Linked DNA regions of Ovis aries: region 2 is linked to region 1. Evidence: chromatin contacts called from public Hi-C data. All regions are on one chromosome and are shown on one strand. The core of a region is the stretch at or near the end of the contact, and the rest is flanking DNA. Distances in the headings are between cores, read along the strand shown.

Evidence for each region. Hi-C and Micro-C count contacts between places; a contact is called where the count stands out from the background.
Region 2: a Hi-C map of muscle shows a contact between it and region 1, with 4 times the contacts expected there. The contact joins two enhancer-like sites. A contact is called at or near these places in 3 of 16 Hi-C or Micro-C datasets (blood, muscle and skin fibroblasts).

Annotation. Positions count from the first base shown.
Region 1 is chr25:6,671,294-6,676,909 of ARS-UI_Ramb_v3.0, reverse strand. No RefSeq gene overlaps it. Among named protein-coding and RNA genes, the nearest start is that of TARBP1, 22 kb to the right of the region's middle. Within about 2 kb of position 2,664, at least 49 of the 54 cell types and tissues checked have an H3K27ac peak or open chromatin away from gene starts, as enhancers often do. A contact at or near this core is called in muscle, where this site is marked.
Region 2 is chr25:6,992,880-6,999,325 of ARS-UI_Ramb_v3.0, reverse strand. LOC132658655 (a long non-coding RNA gene) reads left to right here. Exons shown (of 2, transcript XR_009598568.1): 2 at 4,550-6,446. Among named protein-coding and RNA genes, the nearest start is that of IRF2BP2, 210 kb to the right of the region's middle. Within about 2 kb of position 3,020, at least 24 of the 54 cell types and tissues checked have an H3K27ac peak or open chromatin away from gene starts, as enhancers often do. A contact at or near this core is called in muscle, where this site is marked.

The sequences.
Region 1 (5,616 bases), core at 1,415-3,914:
TTGAGGAGTTACTAGTTAGTGGCTATAAAATACTATATGAGTATAATAAACCCCAGGTAGTGAGGTCACACTTGCACCCCAGTGTTCATTGCAGCATTATTTACAATAACCAGGCCACAGAAACATCCTAAATATCCATCAACAGAGGAAGGGATAAAGAAGATATGGTACAAATAAACAATGAAATATTATTCAACCACAAAAAGGAATGAAATTAGTTCATTTGTAGTGACACAGATGGGCCTAGAGACTGTCATACAAATTGAAGAAGTCAGAAAGAGAAAAACAAATACTGCATATTAACATATATATATGTGGAATCTGTAAAAATGATATAGACGATCTTATTTACAAAGCAGACACAGAGACACAGACATAGAAAGCAAACCTATGGACACCAAGGGGCAAGAGGTAGGGTGGGACGAAGTAGGAGATTGGGGTTGACATATAGGCACAGTTGATAGTACGCGTAAGATAGGTGGGCTTCCCTGGTGGCTCAGTGGTGAAGAAGCCGCCTGCAACGCAGGAGATCCGGGTTTGATATCTGGATGAGGAAGATCCCCTGGAGAGGGGAATGGCTACCCCTTCCAGTATCCTTGCCTGGAGAATCCCACGGACAGAGGAGCCTGGCAGGATATAGTCCAGCAGTCTCAAAGAGCTGAACACGACTGAGGGACTAAGCATGCATGCATAAAATAGATGGCTAATGAGCATCTACTGCGTAGCACAGGGAACTCTACTCAGTGCTCTGTGAGGACCTAAACAGGAAGGAAGTCCAAGAGAGAGGGGATATATGCACACGTATAGGTGACTCACTGTGCTGTAGAGCAGAAGCTAACACAATCTTGTAAAGCAACGTTCAATAATTTTTTTTTTAAGTACTATAGAAACCCAAATTGTTTCTGAAAATGCTAAACAATAAGACATTTCTCAAAAGAGCCTCAGTCCCTCCAGTTTTTTCCAGGAATCCAACTCAAGCAGCTTTACACAGCCATTATCACTTAATTACCAATATAAATCTCACTAGCGACTTCCATAACTTTGTTTGCAAATGAATATGCACACCTCCTAAATCATTCCCTCCTTTTCTCTCTCTCCCCAGCTGGAGTGGAGAGAAACTGTAGCAGCTGTGATTTGCAGAGGCTCCTGGCCTGCAGTGTCACCCCAGGCCGCCCGTACCTGGGACACGGCACTGCTGAGGCTATGGAATTGTACCTGGTTCCCGCTCAGCCCCATAAATCCCCCCCTGGCATTGGCGGGGGCAGGCGCATGGCAGAAACCTGGCTCCATCTGTTTGAAAGGTTCACAAACCACAGTGAACTTTTTAGTGATCTCAGGCCAAGTTTCCGGTGTGTAATGAAAACCGAAACCCAGTGTTGGGTTTCCTTACCAAATTCACACAGGGCTGGTCATGACAAGGGACTAAGTGTGAGGTGGCAGGGCAGAGCTAGGACACACAGCCATCAGTTCTATTTCTAGCTCTGCCACCGGCTTGCTCTGTGGCCTGAGGCCAGTCCCCTACCCTCATGCCTGCAGTTACCTGTCTCCAGTACAGAGGGGGAGCTTTTTACCAGAAAGTTAGCTTTCTGGTTCAGAAAGGTGTTCTGAGATAGTAGCATTCCTCTGCATCATTTTTAGTTATAGCACAGAGGCACGTGAGAATATTATGACCATCCCACTTGTGTGTATTATCCATTTTTAAAAATATTTAAATAAAATTGAAACAAAATCTATTTCATTTATTTAGGCCCTCTGTCTGCATTCTGAAGTCTTGCTCTTCTTTCTTTCTAAGCTTCAGCTTTTGATTCCAGGCACATTTACATTTACAATTATAGTGAACAGTGGGGAAGGGATTATTGCATGATTTAGAGGGTTTATCTAAATGACCTCCCAAACTTCTCCCAACTCAAAGGTTCTGTGAGTCAATGAAATGCCTTGACAAAGGAGAACAAACCCAGGCCTTCAAGTCCAAAATACCTGTGTCTATTTTCTAGCTCTCACATTTACTGGCTGTGTGACTTCTGGCGAGCTACTTAACCTCTCTGAGCCCAGATTTCTCATCTGAAAACCTGAGGCAATGCCAAATACTAAGTCGTTGTCAGGAAGATGAAATAATAAAGTACTTTTCAGACATGGGACAGGGTGCCAGACAAAGAGTAGGTGCCAAGGTTTTGCTTGTCTTGATTCACACAAGTTTCTGATTGGGTCAAAAATGTAGGTCATATTTGAATATTGCCTTTGTCTTCCCTTCCAGGGCCCTACTTCAGAAAGACAAAGAAAGAAGGAAATAAAAAGTGACTCGCTGAGGCCCTTCTGAAAGCATCACCCATGTATTGAAATATTCCTTCCAGTCAAAAACTAGGTTATTAATTATACATTGCTATTGGAACAGAAAATAAGAAGAGGCCTCACTGCTTATGACCCAGAACTTGACCATTGTTTGATTTCGATTATTTCCTGGTATCTGCGTAATGTATCCCAAATGTGAGATTTGCAGTGTTGAGAGTCCAACCAACTGTAGCCTGAATGACTGTCCGTAATATTTAGTAAATGCCCTGGAATGACTGTTCATTTCCACTCCAGGCAGCGCATTTCTGGGGGATTATTTCACTGCATGGGTGGCCCAAGTCCCTTGGCCTTCAGCCTCACAGCTCATTCCACAGCTCTGGGCAAGCAGCAACCACCCAAAAATGCGAGTCTTTCTTCCTGGCCCCAGTGGCATGAGTAACATCATTAACTCTTCGGGGCTGAGGTCTGGGATGACGTCGAAATCTTCCACCCCACTGTGTTAGCTGACAGAATACCAGAGTAACAAAGTTTTGGCAGTTTGTTTTCACGCCAGCAACGTGCCTGCCCTCATACACAATCTTGGGATATTTTTTTCCTCTTCTTTCCCAGCAGGATTGTGGGTTTCAAAATGGAAGCAAAGTCCTCCCCGCGTCTAGCTCCAGTTCTGAGAACAAATGGGCAAGAAGGCTCCAAAATTCTACAGACAAGGGGAAATGCTGCTGACGTGTCCCCGCCAGGGACAGGACAGGAAGAGCACAGCTGTGCCGTGTGCCGTTTCACATGCTCCTCTGCCGATGAGCTTTCTAAAGTGTAAAAACGTTGCAGGGCGCTCCCTAAGAGGAGACACACAAACACATTTCCTCTGGGCCCCGGGCCAGCGCTGGGGCAGGCAGAGGCCGCGCAAGTGCACTGTGGATGCCGCGCGCCATCTGGTGGCCAGGAGGTGACATTGCGGGCACCATCCGGGCTTTTACACCATTGATCTGCAGTCATTTCACGGAAGGAGCAATTTTGTTCAGTTGCTCAGTCGTGTCCAACTATTTGCGACCCCTTGGACTGCAGCACGCCAGGCTTCCCTGTCCTTTACCATCTCCCAGCGCTTCCTCAAATTCATGTCCATTGAGTTGGTGATACCATCCAACCATCTCGTACTCTGTTGTCCCCTTCTTCTTCTGCCTTCAATCTTTTCCACCAGCAGGATCTTTTCTAACGAGGTGGCCAAGTATTGGAGCTTCAGCTTCAGCATCAGTCCTTCCAATGAATATTCAGGGTTGGTTTCCTTTAGGATTGACTGATTTGAGCTCCTTGCAGTTCGAGGGATTCTAAAGCGTCTTCTCCAGCACCACAATTCAAAAGCATTGTTTCTTTGACACTCAGCCTTCTTTATAGTCCAGCTCTCACACCCATACATGACTACTGGAAAAACCATAGCTTTGAATAAAGGACCCTTTGTTGGCAAAGTAATGTCTCTGCTTTTTAATATGCTGTCTAGGTTGGTCAGAGCTTTTCTTCCAAAGAGCAAGTGTCTTTTAATTTCATGGCTGCAATCACCATCTGCAGTGATTTTGGAGCCAAAGAAAATAAAGTCTCTCACTGTTTCCATTGTTTCCCCATCTATTTGCCATGAAGTGCTGGGACTGGACGCCATGATCTTTGTCTTCTTAATGTTGAGTTTTAAGCCAACTTTTTCACTCTCCTCTTTCACTTTCATCAAGAGGCTCTTTAGTTCTTCGCTTTCTGCCATAAGGGTGGTGTCATCTGCATGTCTGAGGTTATTGATATTTCTCCTGGCAATCTTGATTCCAGCTTGTGCTTCCTACAGCCCAGCATTTCTCATGATGTACTCTGCATATAAGCTAAATAAGCAGGGTGACAGTATACAGCCTTGATGTACTCCTTTCCCAATTTTGAACCAGTCTGTTGTTCCGTGTCCAGTTCTAACTGTTGCTTCTTGACCTGCATACAGGTTTCTCAGGAGGCAGATAAGGTGGTCTGGTATTCCCATTAAAGGAGTATACTGTGGGCTTTTAAATTCTGTTGGGAGTGATCATAGGGGATCCCGAAGGAAGACACCAAGGGCCAGGTGTTCTAAATTCCCTTCGTTCTTCTACGACTGGATGCTTGATGTCTCAGATTCTCCTAGAAACAGAGATAACGATCCTTGGGAAGCACTCAGCTCTGGACATCCAGCGTCTCATGTCCCCGGGTCCTCCTGTCCCTGTCATGATCGCACAGACCTGGGCACAAGAGCCTCCTTCTTTCCACTACCTGGGGCATGCTTAGGTTCTCTTCTCCAGCCTTCGGAATCCAACATTTCCCAAGGCTTGCTTCACGGCATCTCTACATTCTCAGAGTATCTGCTTCATTTTTTGCCCACACTAGTGTTTGCGAAGCCTGTTCCAAGAATACTGGTTTTATTTTTCAGAACTGTATCTTCTCATAAACAGTGTAGGAGGGTTCCCTTTTCTCCACACCCTCTCCAGCGTTTATTGTTTGTAGACTTTTTGATGCTGGCCATTCTGAAGAGTGTGAGGTGGTACCTCATTGTAATTTTGATTTGTATTTCTCTAATAATTAGCAGTGTTGAACATCTTTTCATGTGCTTTATGGCCATCTGTATGTCTTTTTTGGAGAAATGCCTATTTAGATCATTAAAAAACTAAACATCTGGCAATCCCACTCCTGGGCATATATCTGGAAAGAACCCTAATTTGCAGAGATACATGCACCCCAATATTCATTGCAGCACTATCTACAATAGCCAAGACATAGAAGCAACCTAAATGTCCATCAAGGGAGGAATGGATAAACATGTAGTACATATTAATGTATACAATGGAATACTATGCACCCATTAAACAAGAATGAAATAGTACCATTTGCAACAATATGGGTGAACGTAGAGATTATCATACTAAGTGAAGTAAGTCAGAGACAAATATCATATGGTATCACTTATATGTGAAACCTAATAAAAATAATACAAATGAACTTATTTACAAAATAAGAGAACTATATATTTTTTTAAAAAAAGGCATTCCATGTTTGAGAAACTCTGGAATTAAAATAAGAATTATTGTAGGACATCTGAAGAACGTTGACATATTGACATTGTAGGGAGTATTTAAGAAAGAACTACGATTTTTTTAGTTTCTAAACTTGAGGTCAAAATTTTCCCCCCATCTCCACCTTCAACTGTATCTTGAAAATAATCCATTTGATAAAGCAAATTTAGCAGGAAATTGGTCTAGCCTATTCCTTTGACTCATGATTAGATAGGCTTATTTTAAAAGTGATTCATTTCTGGTAGTCTGCTGCGGCTGTATA
Region 2 (6,446 bases), core at 1,771-4,270, 320 kb before region 1:
TTTTTAAAACTGCTTTTCTTTCTGCATTGTCCTCTAGGTAATCTCCTTCCAAACCATTTTCTGGTTCTCTAATTCTCTCTTCAGCTATCTTACCTGATCTTTAAAGCCATTCATCGAGTTTTTGTTTTTTATTATATACATTTCATTTCTAGAAGTTATATTTGGTCATTTTCCAAAAATGTCTGGTCTCTTTTTTAGGAGTCTGATTATTTTCTGATAATTTTTACTTCTTTTACATTTGGGCCACAATACCCAGCCTCTTTCTGATAGTTTCATTATCTGATGTTCTTGAGGTTCCTGGGATTCGATATCTTATACTGTCTGCTATTATATTCTTAACTCTGGTTCTTAGTGGAATCTTGGTCATATTTCCTAAAGCACTGTGTAGTTTTTGATTGTGTGCTTCTGTCTCACAGAATTCTCACTCTGGGGATATTGTGTGGCAGAGGTTGAGGATCTGTTTCTATAGAGGAGTTTTTCATCTGCTTTAGCAAATGCCCCTGTGATAGAATGAGATTGGGACTCTTCTTATGTTATTTAATTGGTTTGGGATTCCTAGACTGTACAGGTGAGTACATTTAAATGCAAACCTGTGTGAAGTGTGGCCTGTGGTTATGAAACTCAAGGCGACTTTTCTTCCCTGCCAGAGCTCCCATTGCCTGGGCAGCCAAACTGTCAGCACCTGCTCCAGTCTCAGGGATTTCCTTTACTGATCTCAGCTGCGCTCTTAAAACCATGTTTGTTATTTCTGTAGGCATCATATCTAGGTATTTTGTGGCTGGAGGTTTTGTTAGATTCTCCTTCATGATATTGCCACAAATGATAGTTCCTGTCATTCTGAATTTCTGAGCTCAGAAAAAGCATTCTCATTATGATAACATATTTTGACATCTCTCTAGATGTTAGAAACATCTTATGATGCAGGCCAGGAGCCCTGGCCAAATTCATGGTGGTTCTTTTGTACTTATAAGAAAGTGCTCCTTATTTTTATAGGTGTCTTTGATTTAGATGAGACTTTGGTTTTGTTCTGCAAAGAAAACAGCTAATGTACTTACTCTTTGCTAAAAATGACTGAAGTGCACAAATGGCTGGATTTATTTAGTATCAAAATGTGAGATGTTTAAAAAAATCTTAGGAATTTGAGGACACCAAGAGGGTTGCTCAGCACCGAAGGGAAAACAGGAGGAGAGAGGCATTTCGGTTCCCTGTGCCACGAATGCTCTCTAGCTTCGAATAATGCCAGGGTTTCTCTCTGCTGTTTCTTCCTTTAGCTGTTGAAAAATTTCAGCCCCTTCAAGCTCTGGTTTATCAGAAAATGAGAAAGTCTTCACCCAAAGAGGCACCAGAGAAGTGAAGACAGATTCCCATAAAAGCTTTCATGGCTGAGTCAGCTGGGAGGGCAGCTGGTGATCATTTCCTGTCTCACCCTGCAGAAGGGAGCTACCCAGGAAAGAGATATCTAAACTGGGAGGACATTAGTTGGTTCCTGCTGAAGCGACTTAGCAGCAGCAGCAGCAGTACCTCTCCAAGGACCTGCAAGGCTCGTGGCATGGAATGCTCTGATAGCCAGACAGGGAAAATACAGCCCTGTGGACCAAGAAGGAAAGTCATTCATTTATCCATGCAGTCATCATTTTTACTTCTTATTAAAGTCAGGGCTACATGGGTAATTTAGGTAGGAAACTTTCAGTATGACTCTCTCTCTCTCTCTCTCTCTCTCTCTCTATATATATATATATATATATATATATATATATATACTTAACTTTTTTCTTATTTTTTTTCTGCTATTCTCTAAAAAATCATTTGCTTGAAGTACAACTGATTTTTTGGTTGTTTTGGATTAAAAACCTTATTTACTCTGAATGCAAAACATTCGATAACATTTATTGGTTTTGTTGTTTTTACTATTCTGTGAACATCTTTTTAGAAAAAAAAAACACCATGTAGTATTATGACCTTTGTCAATGAGGAAATTCTGATTGTCCTTTTTTTTTTTTTTGGTTCAAATAACATCTATTTAGTATTATGCTCCTTCAGGTTTTGTGTTAGTTTCTGTGGGTCTAAAAAGGTAAATTATAAATAGTCCCTGCCCTTATCAATCCCAAGGTACAATGCCTTGTGGGGAGGCCAGCACATATACAGAAAGAAAGTACTAAATGAGACCCAACTAATCTTCAAATGATCTAATTAAAGAATTACAATGAGGGACTTCCCTGGTGGAGTGGTTAAGACTACAAGCTTCCAACGCAGGGGACACGTTTGATTCTGAGTTGGGTAACTAAGATCCCACATTTGGAACAGCCAAAAAACAATCCCAATGACTAGTTCCACAACTTTTTGTGTGCATGATAAAGTAGACGTAACATAAAGCTTACCATTTTAGCCATTCATCGGTGTTAGCAAGTACGTTCTCGTTGTGCAACCATCACCCCATCCATCTCTACAACTTTGTCATCTCCCCAAACTGAAGCCCTGTACACATTAAATAACAACTCCCCATTTCCACCCTGGTAACCACCCTTCTACTCTTTGTCTCTATGAACTGGACTCCTTTCAGTACTTCCTACAAGTGGAATCATGTGGTATTTGTCCTTTTTCGTCTGCTTCGCCCATTGCTTTTTTAATCGAAGGAAATCTGTTGTACAAAAATGAACATCTCAGCCTTGTCCCTGACTGATTCACTGCTTGGCTGGCCTGGTGTAAGATAGTCAACTTTTCCTAATGCCCTCAGCTCTGCAATTGCTCAACTGTTTTAGAACCGTTTTTTTTTTTTTTTTTTTTGGAAGAGTCCATCACAATGTGTGATATTAATCAATTTAAGTCTGCTGACATTGTTGTAGTGCTTAAGAGGCTGCTACTCCCTGGAAACACCGAACAGCCTCCCTCCGTGGGTGGTGGTGTGGTGAGGTCAGAAGCTCGCAGGTGGGCCTGAGCCTGCTGGGTCCCTAGGCTGTGCATTTCCCAGGGCTTCACGTGTGATCATGCAGAGAGACCTGCTATTCCTTCAGCCCAGCTGCCTGCCAGAAACCAGGCCCTGTGGACTCCCTCCAGACTCGGGCTCTGAGCTGGGCTGTCTAACAGCTTTCCACTGGGGCCAATCAGACTCTTGCCAGAGGGCCATCTCACCAACTGCTTTTGAGTCACTGGTTCTATTTGAGATCTGTCATGTGCTGGGAGCCCTCACTGGGCTTAGGGAAAGACCTGAAGTCAGTTGAAACTTGACCTGGGTCAAGTTTCCCAGCTGTATTATTGGGGCACTTGTTTATGCAGTGAAATGTGTAATTTACAGTGGGTGTGGTCTGCTGAGCAGGAGTCAGCTCTGGGCAGCTTATTGCCATGAGAAAAAGAACTCATTTTCTTGGGTTCACTTCTTTTTTTTTTTCTATTCTTTTCCATTATGGTTTATTACAGGATATTGAATACAGTTCCCTATGCTGTACAGTAGGGCCTTGTTTATCCATCCCATATATAATAGTTTGCCTCTGCTAATCCCAAACTCTCAAACCCAACCTTCTATTGATGGAGTCCGCTACTTATTCCACCAAAATATACATTCCACAAGGGCTGGTCTGATCTCTGTTATAGTCTCACTCCAGAAGACAGCCTGGGATAAAGTGTGAATATCTCCTACAAATGGAAGGGAAACATCCTCTTGTTAGGATATCAATGTACAGAGAATAATGTCGTTAGAAATCAGAAAATGATACCACTGATAAATGCACTCATGCTACTTAATCAAGAAATGGTCCAGCTTATACTAGCTTTCAAAAAGTCGAATAGGAAAAAAAATTCTTTTCATTTAAAAAAATTTTAGTCATTTCTTCTTAAAATAATATTACTGATTACCTTCTTCAATTTCACAGGATCTTATTGATACATCAATGAATCGTGTAGAATTGAAAACGGAAATTAATTGCTCGAGTTTCCAGAATGTCTGCATCGGTTCTGTAGTAGAGTTAAATGCTAATATTACCACGGAAACTGATGCGACGTTTGTGAAGCAATTGCTGTGACGGGGCCTCTGTAACATTTCCTTGTATAGGATTTTGAAAAAAAAAAAAAAAAGCTTAGGTCTTGGAAAATATTAGACAAGCACCTCTCTGCAGGCTTACCACACAAGCACACAGCTTTCATTCCCCAGTGGACTCTGGTTTTGACTTGACAGTTCCTCATTTGTCTCTGGGGTTTGAGCCTCGCTTCTGTTTTCTGACCACCAGCCAGCCCTGGCGTCTTTGTAGAAGTGGGAGGTGGCTTGGTCTTCACACAGATGTGAAGTCCATCACCAGCACACTCTCTCCCCCGACACTGTGCCATCCAGCAGAGCAGGCGTTAGTGAACAGCTCTCAGTGTGCCTCCAAAGTCACCTGTGACCACTTGAATCCTCTCTCCTCCACTGGCTTCTTTCTTATTTGGAGGGTTATCAGTACATATCCCTTTTTTAAAAAATTCTTTTTATGTTTTACATTTTGGGTCTATGTCCATGTTAGTTAATCTTTGTATGTGGTGCCAGATATGATCAGTTGTTGTTGCTGTTTTTTTTGCATAGTTATTCAGGTTTGTACAGATGTGAGAGTTGGACCATAAAGAAGGCTGAGTGCTGAAGAATTGATGCTTCAAGTTGTGGTGCCGGAGAAGACTCTTTGAGTGCCCCTTGGACTGCAGAAAGATCAAACCAGTCAGTCTTAAAGGAAATCAATCCTGAACATTCATTGGAAGGACTGATGCTGAAATTGAAGCTCCAATACTTTGGACACCTGATGTGAAGTGTCAGCTTGTTGGAAAAGACCCTGATGCTGGCAAAGATTGAGGGCAATATGAGAAGGGGGAAACCGAGGATAAGATGGTTGGATGGCATCACTGACTCAGTGGACATGAGTTAGAGCAAACTCTGGGAGATAGTGAAGGACAGGGATGCCTGGTGAGCTGCTGATCCTGGAGTCACAAAGAGTCAGACACGACTTGGTGACTAAATAGCAACAACAATTTAAGTTTATGAGGCATGTAGGAGCTTAATTCCCAGGCCAGGGATGGAACCCATGCATTAGAACCCTGCATTAGAAGGTTTAAGGCCAATGGCTCTGGTATCCTGGCCCGATCCTCTATCCTCTGTGATTGGATGGTATCTGATGTTACGTTTCAGCAGTTGTATTATTTTAGGGAATTTTCACAGAGGCAACAAACCCTCAGATTTCAGGTCCTCAACACTGATGTTTATATCCGGTTCAGGGTGGTGGACAACTCCCCTCAGGTGCTGATTTGAGGAGCCAGACTCCTTTCAGCTACAGCTCTCCCATCTGCCGGGGCCTTGGAGACCTTTGCACAAGCTGGAAGGTGAGGGAGAGGGTACATTTCACCCTGTGAGCCTGAAATTGCTTCTACTCCATTTCCTTGAGCTGGAGGCCTGGGAGATGTAATCCCACTGAGGCTTCTATAATGGGGGTGGGAGAACGTGGGTGCTACTGGACACTTAGTTTCTCTAGCACAATGATGGGCTGACCTTCCGAAGCCTCAATTTCCTCCTCTGTAAAACAGAGACAGAATCCATCTTCGAGAGTTCTTGAGAGGATCAGAGCTAATGTCTGTGATAAGACTAGTTGAGCATTTGACACAAGCCGTGATGGTGATTACAGCCAGTGAGTGAGGGGCTCGCTCACTTTGGGGAGAGCAAGGGCAATTCAGTCTCATCCCTTCCTGATTACGAATGCTTTATCCATGCCTGTACTTCTGCTGAAGGTTTCATAATGATTATTAGGCAACCTGCATTCTGTATAATTATTATGTAAAGACAAGTATGTCATCATGATTATTATGTAATATGGATTATGTATTGTGATTATTATGTAAATACAAATGAACCTCTCACTCTAAGCATATGTCTCATGGACTAATATTCCTGGGGCACTGACATGGGCTTTAAAATATTTTCCCACTGTCTGCTACCATCCGAAAAGCTATTGTCATCAAAGCAATATAGGTCATTGCAAAAATTGCCAGTGTACAGACAGCTCTAATGTGGAGCTTCTGCCACATGCTGGGTGCCCCCTCCCCTGCCAACCTGACTTAGAGACTTGGATCAGCAACTATGGTTAACAGTTTGGGTAAATCCTTTCAGAAATACTCCATGTTTACTAACAAGCATGTATAAATGCTTTCTTTTTACACAAAAACCAACTCTGCCCACACTCATTCCTTTTAACAGCCACATGGTTTCCCATCATGGCCAGTTTATTTAACCAGAGATGAGAGCTTTGCTGGTAAGTAAAAAGGCATCAGACTCTTTTCTCCGTGTGAACTGGTTAACTCCCCAAGTTTCCTCCCCATCAAATTGCAGTCCCCCGACCCCTTCCCCTGCCCCTTCTGCAAATGCATGTGGATGCATCCTCATGCCTCCTATAGGGCAACCCTCACCATCCCAGGAAATGGACCAGCTGTTTAATCAAGGA